Regions from separate parts of the Ovis canadensis genome. Here region 2 is linked to region 1. Evidence: chromatin contacts called from public Hi-C data. All regions are on one chromosome and are shown on one strand. Each heading gives the region's core, a stretch centred on a gene start, on an enhancer-like site or on the middle of the called end of the contact. The rest is flanking DNA. Distances are from core to core; before and after follow the strand shown. Region 1 holds the start of ADARB1 (adenosine deaminase RNA specific B1). Region 2 overlaps ADARB1 (adenosine deaminase RNA specific B1).

Evidence for each region. A called contact is a pair of places that touch in the nucleus more often than the background predicts.
Region 2: a Hi-C map of fibroblasts shows a contact between it and region 1, with 2.4 times the contacts expected there. The contact joins the enhancer-like site here to the promoter of ADARB1 in region 1. A contact is called at or near these places in 2 of 2 Hi-C or Micro-C datasets (fibroblasts and lung).

Annotation. Positions count from the first base shown.
Region 1 is chr1:268,115,674-268,119,588 of ARS-UI_OviCan_v2, reverse strand. It overlaps ADARB1 (adenosine deaminase RNA specific B1), which reads right to left and starts at 1,628. Exons shown (of 11, transcript XM_069566629.1): 1 at 1,388-1,628.
Region 2 is chr1:268,155,886-268,159,800 of ARS-UI_OviCan_v2, reverse strand. All of the region lies in intron 1 of ADARB1 (adenosine deaminase RNA specific B1), which reads right to left. Among named protein-coding and RNA genes, the nearest start is that of ADARB1, 40 kb to the right of the region's middle. Within about 2 kb of position 2,265, the one cell type or tissue checked has open chromatin away from gene starts, as enhancers often do. A contact at or near this core is called in fibroblasts, where this site is marked.

The DNA.
Region 1 (3,915 bases), core at 379-2,878:
GCTCCTAACACATCCCAGGTTTTGGAAAATGGAGCTCTAGGTGGCACCTTTTGAAGGAGTAAAACATACTGTAAATTTAGGACAGATTAAAGAGAGGTAAATAAATATTTCTATTCTCAAAACTTAACTGATCATCATCTCAATTAGGGCACAAAGAGTAGAAAAGTAAGTCTGACAACCAAGCCAGTTTTCCTTATATTTAGAGGGCTGAATGCTAACCACTATTGCTTGTGTAGGGGAAAAAATAAATAAATAAACGCCTTTATCATTAGTAACAGCCCAAACCTGCTGGCTAAAAATATGAACTGCGAACCAAACACGGCGCTGTGGGTCTCGCATATATAAATCGGTATTAGAACACATTTCAGGTTCTCCAGTCTGTATACTATTGGAGAAGGAAATGGCAACCCACTCCAGTGTTCTTGCCTGGAGAATCCCAGGGACGGGGCAGCCTGGTGGGCTGCCGTCTATGGGGTCGCACAGAGTCGGACACGACTGAAGCGACTTAGCAGGAGCAGCAGCAGCAGTCTGTATACTGGGACTCCCACCCGTTATAGCGTCCACAGCCCATCTTGACACCTTCTCCCAGACCTGTTCACAGCTCGGTGATTTTCCTACTGCAGATCTGAGCACGACAGAATTCACCTCGAGCCCCCAATCGCCTCAGACGCCCGGCACCAACGGGAACTTCCCCGCCCCGCGACGCCCGCGGCGAAAAGCATCCCACGCGGACACTGCGCCCTAGAGAGGGGACGCGGGCCGCCCTGGCGCAGCCTCCCCTCCCCGGGGGCGCAGCCTCCCCTGGGGGTGCCTCTTCCCTCTGCGCAGCGCAGGGCACCCCGCGCGGACACGGAGCTCTCCCGAAGGGGGCCCGGGGGCCGTCCCGGGCGCAGCCTGGTCCCGGGAGCAGCCTTCCTCCCTAGGGCGCAGCGCATCCGGAGCAGAAACGGCACCCCCGGGGAGGGGACAGGGTTGTCCACGAGGGCGCAGGCTCCCCTCCATCCCGGGTTCGGTGTACACGCGCCGGGGCGCAGCTTCACTCTGGGAACGCAGCCTCCCTCCATCCCGCGGCGCGGCGCGGCGCAGCGCAGCGCATCCCGCGCTTATGCGGCGCCCGGGGAGGAGATGCGGGGCCGTCCTAGGCGAAGCCTCCCCTCGCGGACGGCCGCGGGCCCTCCGGACAGGGCTCGGGGCAGCACGGGTCCCGCTCGAGCCGCACGCCAGGCGTGGCCTCACCACCTGCCCGGCGGCGCTTACATAAACGCGGCCGCGGCGCTGCCCGGCGCTGCCCGGCAGCGTGGTCGGGCCGTGGTGTCCGCCCGCGGTGTCCGAGCCCCGCTGTCCCCCCAGACCCCGCCGCCCGGCCGCCCCCGCCAGCGCGCCTCACCTCAGCCGCGGGCCGCTCAGCTCCGCGCAGCTCAACGCCTGGGCTCCGACAGCGAGTCTGCGGGACTCCGCTCGGGCGCCGGGGGCTGCGGCGCGCTGGCCGTGGCCTGGCGCGGCCCCGAGCGCGCCCCCGAGCGCGCCCCCGAGCGCGGCCAGACCGGCCGCCGCCTCAGCCGTCGCCTCAGCCTCCGCCCTCCGCCCCCAGCATCGGCTCCGCCCTCCCACTGCCCCCGCCGCCGGCCGCGCGCACGCCGGGGAGCGACGCCACGACGCAGGAGGGCGCGCGCACGCATGCCGCGCCGAACCGTGCCGGTAGTACGCGGAGGACCGAGGGGACGCGGCGCCAGGGTGGGGGTGGGCTCCGGGGACCCGGGTGGGACGGGAGAAGCGGGAAACCCGGCGGGGCCCGCACCACGAGACCCCCGCCCTGAAGTGCGAAGCCATGGACGAAGCGAGCCGATCCACACAGTCCCCGCGCTGGAGGGCGCGCCGGGAGCGGGACGCGAAGGTGCATTCGGCATGTGCGGGGTCAGGTCGGGACGAGTTGGGAGGAGGAGGAGGTGGGGTCGGCCCCAGGGGCGCCCTGGATGCTAGCAAAAGCGAGTCCAGGTGAGCGGTTGGGGGTGGTGGTCGATGGGTTTGCCGTGAGGCAGTGAAAGCTTGCAGCCGGGCAGAACGCTGACTCTCGTCTGTACCCACTGGCTCCTGCACAGCTGCACCAAGAACGTTTGCACACCGACGGGAAGCATTTGTAGAAGTGCCACGTCCCAGAGCGGAATAAGCAACTCGAAGCAGCAGGTCTATTAACATAAAATAGCTGGGTAGGGAAAACTAGTTTTGAATGCACTTGAGCCACTGGTGGTCCGTCAGGGCAGCTGGGCAAGCCTGGGGCCTCCACCTGCACAAGGCCAGTGACCGCAAAACTCCGAGGTCAAGTGCCACTGCCGCCCTCTTCAGGTGTGGGGCCAAGAGGTCTCTCCGGACCTCTGCCAGTTTTCTCCTGTTACAATGGGGGAGAAAAGTCAGATGTGGGGGAAGAGGCTACTGCAGCGCTATTCCTGGTCATCAGGCAGAACTGAGCTTCCCTGAGACTCAGTAGCTTGGAGCATAATTTAACCACAGGGGAAAGTGCAGCAGCCGGCCAGCTATCTGTTTCAGGTTGCTATCTGATGGAAAGGAAAACCTGCCTTCAGGGCCAGCCACCCACCCACCAGGCAAGCCCAACGCCCTCCTGAGGGCTAAGTGCCAGCACAGGGTTCAAAGAGGTGCTTGTGAGGGCTTGGAGAAGTCAAGACTCCTGTAATGCCTCCTAGGAGTTCATCCTTAATGAACAAAAATCACCTGAAAACTAAGTGACTTGAAGCATTCCTTTATTTCCTCATGATGCTGAGGGCCAGAAGGGGGGACAGCTCATCTCCGCTTCTTGGGGTGCAGCCCATATTAGCTGGGACTCCCATGGGCCACTCCCCTCCCATGGTTGGTGGGCGGGGACCCCCTGTGGCCCCGGCTGTTGCTTGCACTGGCATGACTCGGTCACCAGCAAGAGAAACGGCCAGCAGAGCTCCGTCACAGGGCTTCTCAGCCCCTGCACAGTGTTTACTAACATCCTCTTGGCGGAAGCCAGGCAAAGGGCCCAGCCCAAGCCTGTATTGGGGGGGAGGAGGGGGGAATGTGTGTGCCCTGGAGGCGGTGGCTTCCTACGTGTCCTGCAAGGAAACATGAGCCTCCCTCCTGTCGAAGCGGGTGGTGTGAGCCTCAGCAGCAGGGTCGAGAGCGGTGCCACCGTGACCAAGGTCTGCATGCTGCTCCTGCTGGGTGGCCAGCCTCACGACAGCTGTAGAACCTGAGGTCACCCCTGACTGTTGTCCTGTAACCTCTGCCTCCATCGTCTCCAGAGATGGGTTTATGGTGGGGGTCTCCCAACCTGGCGGCATGACACACAAAGCTTGCCGGTACAAGTGGACATGGGAGACAGCGACTTTCAGGCCCCAGGGTCAAGACGGGTGCACCAGACAGGGAGGGTCCTGCAGGTGCCTGAGAGGTCAGGTTCAGCCCCCTGAGGGAAGCTAGTCCTTCTCCCTTTCACTCAGTGTCAGACCCATGGCCATCTAGGGAGGGGCCCTGGCCTCCACAGAAGTGCTGGCAGCTTGATCACACAGCCTTCGGTGCAAAGAGCAGCAGCCAGACCACCAGCACCACCCAGACACCATTCTGTTTACCTCCCTTGTGCAAACTCTGAAAGTGAAGGTTGTCCAAGGAAACACAGGTGATGCCTGGAAATGCGCTTGTAAGGATCCGGCTGTCCCCTCTCTACCCCAGGAGTTGGGGGATAGGATCCACATGAGTGCATGAAGCCTCTGCTGGGAGCACTGGCCGCCTTGCTGCTTCTCACCAGCTGACCCAGACAGCCTGACCATGCAGCAGAACGAGGACTTCTCCGGTCACCACATGTGGGACAGAATGGTGCAGAAGGACTTGTCAGGGACAAAGGACAAAGACCTCGCCTGCTCTGGGGCAGGGGTGTGACTG
Region 2 (3,915 bases), core at 1,016-3,515, 40 kb before region 1:
CACCCCCCTCTGACAGCAGTGCGACCACTCATTAGTCAGGCTGCAAGGGTTTCTGCAGGGCTTCACCGTTCTGCTGACCAAAGGAGCTCAGATGCCACAGCAATGCTGGCGAAACAGGGTCAGGTGGGGCTGAGCTCGTGGGCACTAACGGTAAACACAGAACCAGTCCCGTTACACGAACGCATCGCTCAGCACCCGATGGACTGCTGTGCCCTTGGAAACCTTGCTGACTGAATGAAGCTCTCGAATTTCCTTGAAAAGTGGTATTTATTATTACAATTTTACTATACTGTGGAAATCAAGCCTTCACTCTGCCCCCAAATAAGTATCTCACATTCTACCTTGCAGATGCATAGCACCATTCGTAAGTGTGCAGAGACACAAAGCAGATACCCACTCCAGTATTCCTGGGCCTCCATTGTGGCTCAGCTGGTAAAGAATCCGCCTGCAGTGCGGGGGACCTGGGTTCAATCCCTGGGTTGGGAAGACCTGGAGAAGGGAAAGGCTACCCACTCCAGTGTTCTGGCCTGGAGAATTCCATGGACTGCATGGGGTCGCAAAGAGTCGGACAGGGCTGAGCGACTTTCACTCACTCACTCTGCCCCTACATTCTACCTTGCGGGTGTGTAGCACCGTTCGTACGTATGCAGTTACACAAACCAGATTCCCTGATACTAGAGATGCCAACTATCTGAGACATAAGGCTTCACAGGCTCAAGGCAGGGGACAGAAAACGGTCAGCAGAGGGATGCTGACACTCAGGGGTACTTCCACATCACTGGTGCCACCACCGCTTCAAGTGCTTAACTAGTCCTGTGATCTTCCACCAAAGGGGGTCAGCCAGGGGCACCAGGAGGAGGGGCCGTGGGGTAGGGCACCAGAGAAGGGACTGCGGGGGGTGGTACTGGAGGAGGGGTCACAGGGGGGGTCCCCCCAAGTCACTGAGTGGGCAGGGATGGCACTGGGAGGGGCCACCAGGAGGAGAGGCTGGCGGGGGGGGGGGGGGCCACCAGGAGGTGGGACCACAGGGGGCGGCACCAGAGGAGGGGCCGCATGGGGAGACCCCCCAAGTCACTGAGCCAGGAGGGGGCCCCCTAAGTCACTGAGCCAGGCAGGGGGTGCGGACGCCCCTCATCTGAGGCTGAGACTGAAAGCAGGAGTCCCTCTGGATGCCTTTGTTAGGGGAGGGGCTCTTGGCAGCAGCTGGTGTGATAAAGAGGAATCTGGGCTGAAAGATCAGGCTGATAGCTCTATGGGCAATGCCAGGGATGAGGCTGGGACAGCTGTGGGGCAGAGGGAAGACAGAGATGGAAACATCAGGCTTCTCATTGGGAGGCTCAGTGGACGGGCCTTGGGGATGAGGCCTGTGGGTGGAGGAGCGCATTGAAGCCGAATGACTCTGAGGATCCTCAAAGATCCTGGCTCCACCCAGAGGGCAGAGTGGCTCTTCAACAACTAGCATGAGAAAATGCAAAGGAAGTTCTAGAAGACAGGTGTCTTCAACTGTTCTGAACTAGGGAAACCTCTGAGCATTGATATTTCAGCTCTGATAGGACAGACGCTTCCCTGGCTAAGATTTCAGAAGAATCAAGTCGATCCTGGTATGTGGAGAAAAGCAGCAGCTCCACGTGGTAAACTACAATAAACACTTAAATATAAAAATGTCCCCCCCAAGGCAGGGAAGCGGGGGTGGGGGGCCACTGGCCTTCACTTCCTCTGGGAAGTCTATGAAGAAAGACTCGCCTGAGGAAAACGATTCTCTAGTCTAGAGGCCTTGGTTTGATTTCATCTTTTTGTATTACTTACATTCCACTTGGAATTCCCTGGCTGTCCAGTGGTTAGGACTCGGCGCTTCCACTACCAGGATCCAGGTTCAAACCCTGGTTGGGGATCTAAGACCCTGCACACCGAGGAAATGCTCCGCACAGTACATTTATTCCGCGACACCCGAGAACCACCCTCGTCACTGCTCCCAAGCAGGGCCCACTCCAGTCTGAGCCAGCGGGACGGGGTCCAGGGGAGAGCACTGGATCCACCTGGTCCTGAAGGCTCAGCCAGATACAGGTTCTCACGTGACCTTGGGACCGCCCAGCAGGGCCTCAGTTTCCCAGCCTTTTATTCCCCCTGCATTTGGGGCTTGATAGCCCCAGTCGAAGCGGACTTTGTTCTACTCAGCGAATTAAATCCACCCCACCTTCTGAGCAAGCAAGAGTACTGTCCTCTCCCTCATAAGAAAGATTCCTTTGGGATGAAGCACTGACAGTTGCAATAACATGCTGGGCCTCTGAGTCATCGCCCTGAGTGAAATGAGCCAGAAAGAGAGGGACGCATGGCCTGATCCCATCCACGTGAACCAGGAGCTGCAAGGGATCCACTGTGCCAGGACGGGGCAGGGAGGGGACGTTCACCACCGTCACAGGGCGATGCCCCTTGGGGCTCAACACGCCGCCAGCTGTACCCGTCACACGTGTAGCTTCTGGGCACACACCAACCGCACCCAAGAAAGCTGCTGTCAAAAAAAGACTACTTTGTTTTGTATTTTAAAACCCCACTTATTTTTTGAAGTGAACTGGTGAACATTATTGGAAATATTTTTATGACCTGAAGGAAATGTTATTTTTTTTCAAACTTTCAATAATCAAATGCTTCATGGGCAATTAAAGCATGTTGCAAATATTAAAACAATTCATTAAGTAGGTGGGAGGCTGCTCCCTGTCTAGATATATTTTATTGTTTTATGATCGTTTTTAGAGAAACTCAATGTTCCCAACACTAGGAATGAGCCCTGGGTCTCCACTGGAAGACAGCAGAGATGGAGTGGAAAAGAGAGAGAAAGAGACCCAGAAAGGGAAAGACACATAGATAGAGACACACACATAAAGAGAAGGAGACACACTCAGAGGGAAGAGTAGAGAGGCAGCGAGAGAAGGCCAGAGATGTAGGAGGGAACAGAGCGAGCCGTCACCCAGCGCCCAAGGCCCGGCCTCCCCTGCCTCTCCCACACTCAGGCCCAGGACAATCGATGCTGACACAGGCTGCGGGCAGCACCGGCATCACCAGCCCAGAGCAGGAGTGACTCCATCCTGGGCACAGGGCAGATGCCTGGTCACCAGAACAGGAGGTGCAGCAGATGGTAAGGGATAGGCGTTCTGAGCCTGCCCACCCCGTCCTCGGCCCCTGCTCCCTTCGGGACAAACCAGCGAGACCAATGGGTGAGCAGAGGAGGTGTCTTTGCCAAGGAGAGCCCAAAGGCACACTGGCCTAGAGTGGAGCCTCGCACCCCATCACAGCTGACAAACAACAGGACCCAGAGCAGCAGGTGAGGGGGACCTGCCCCAGAGGATGCCTGCCTGTCTCTAGTCTGCAGCCGCTGCCCACAGACACCAGGAAACCCACAAGGAAGGCCTGCCACTCCCCTGAGAAACCCGGACTGGATCATGAACTGAACAACTGGAGAAAACAAAATGCTCTCCAGACCGAAATGCACAAGCCAAGTATGGAAGGCAGAGTGACAGGAAGAATTAACACTCAGAGCAAAACTCAGTAAGCCTCCTGTAACTGAAAGAAAGAACAAGACTGAGACCCACACAGACCAGAGCAGACAAGCAGAGATGCTGGGGCAGCAGCCCTGGCAGGCAGTGCAGGGATCCACCATTCACTGCAAGGTCTAAAAATACCAATAATGCGGAAACTGCCCTAAGGACGCATGTCCCTGAGTGACAGCAGCGCCAGCTTCCACCGTCACATCCCTGTGTTACATAAACCTGGGCCAGCCATCAACCTCTTGGATCCGATTCATGTGTCAAACACACACATTCTCAGAAGCTCTTAATTAAAGCCCAAACAAATGTGATCTCTGTATTTCTTAAGTAATGTTGTAATTTTAAAAGCCGTCAGTAAGGTTATGTATCAAAT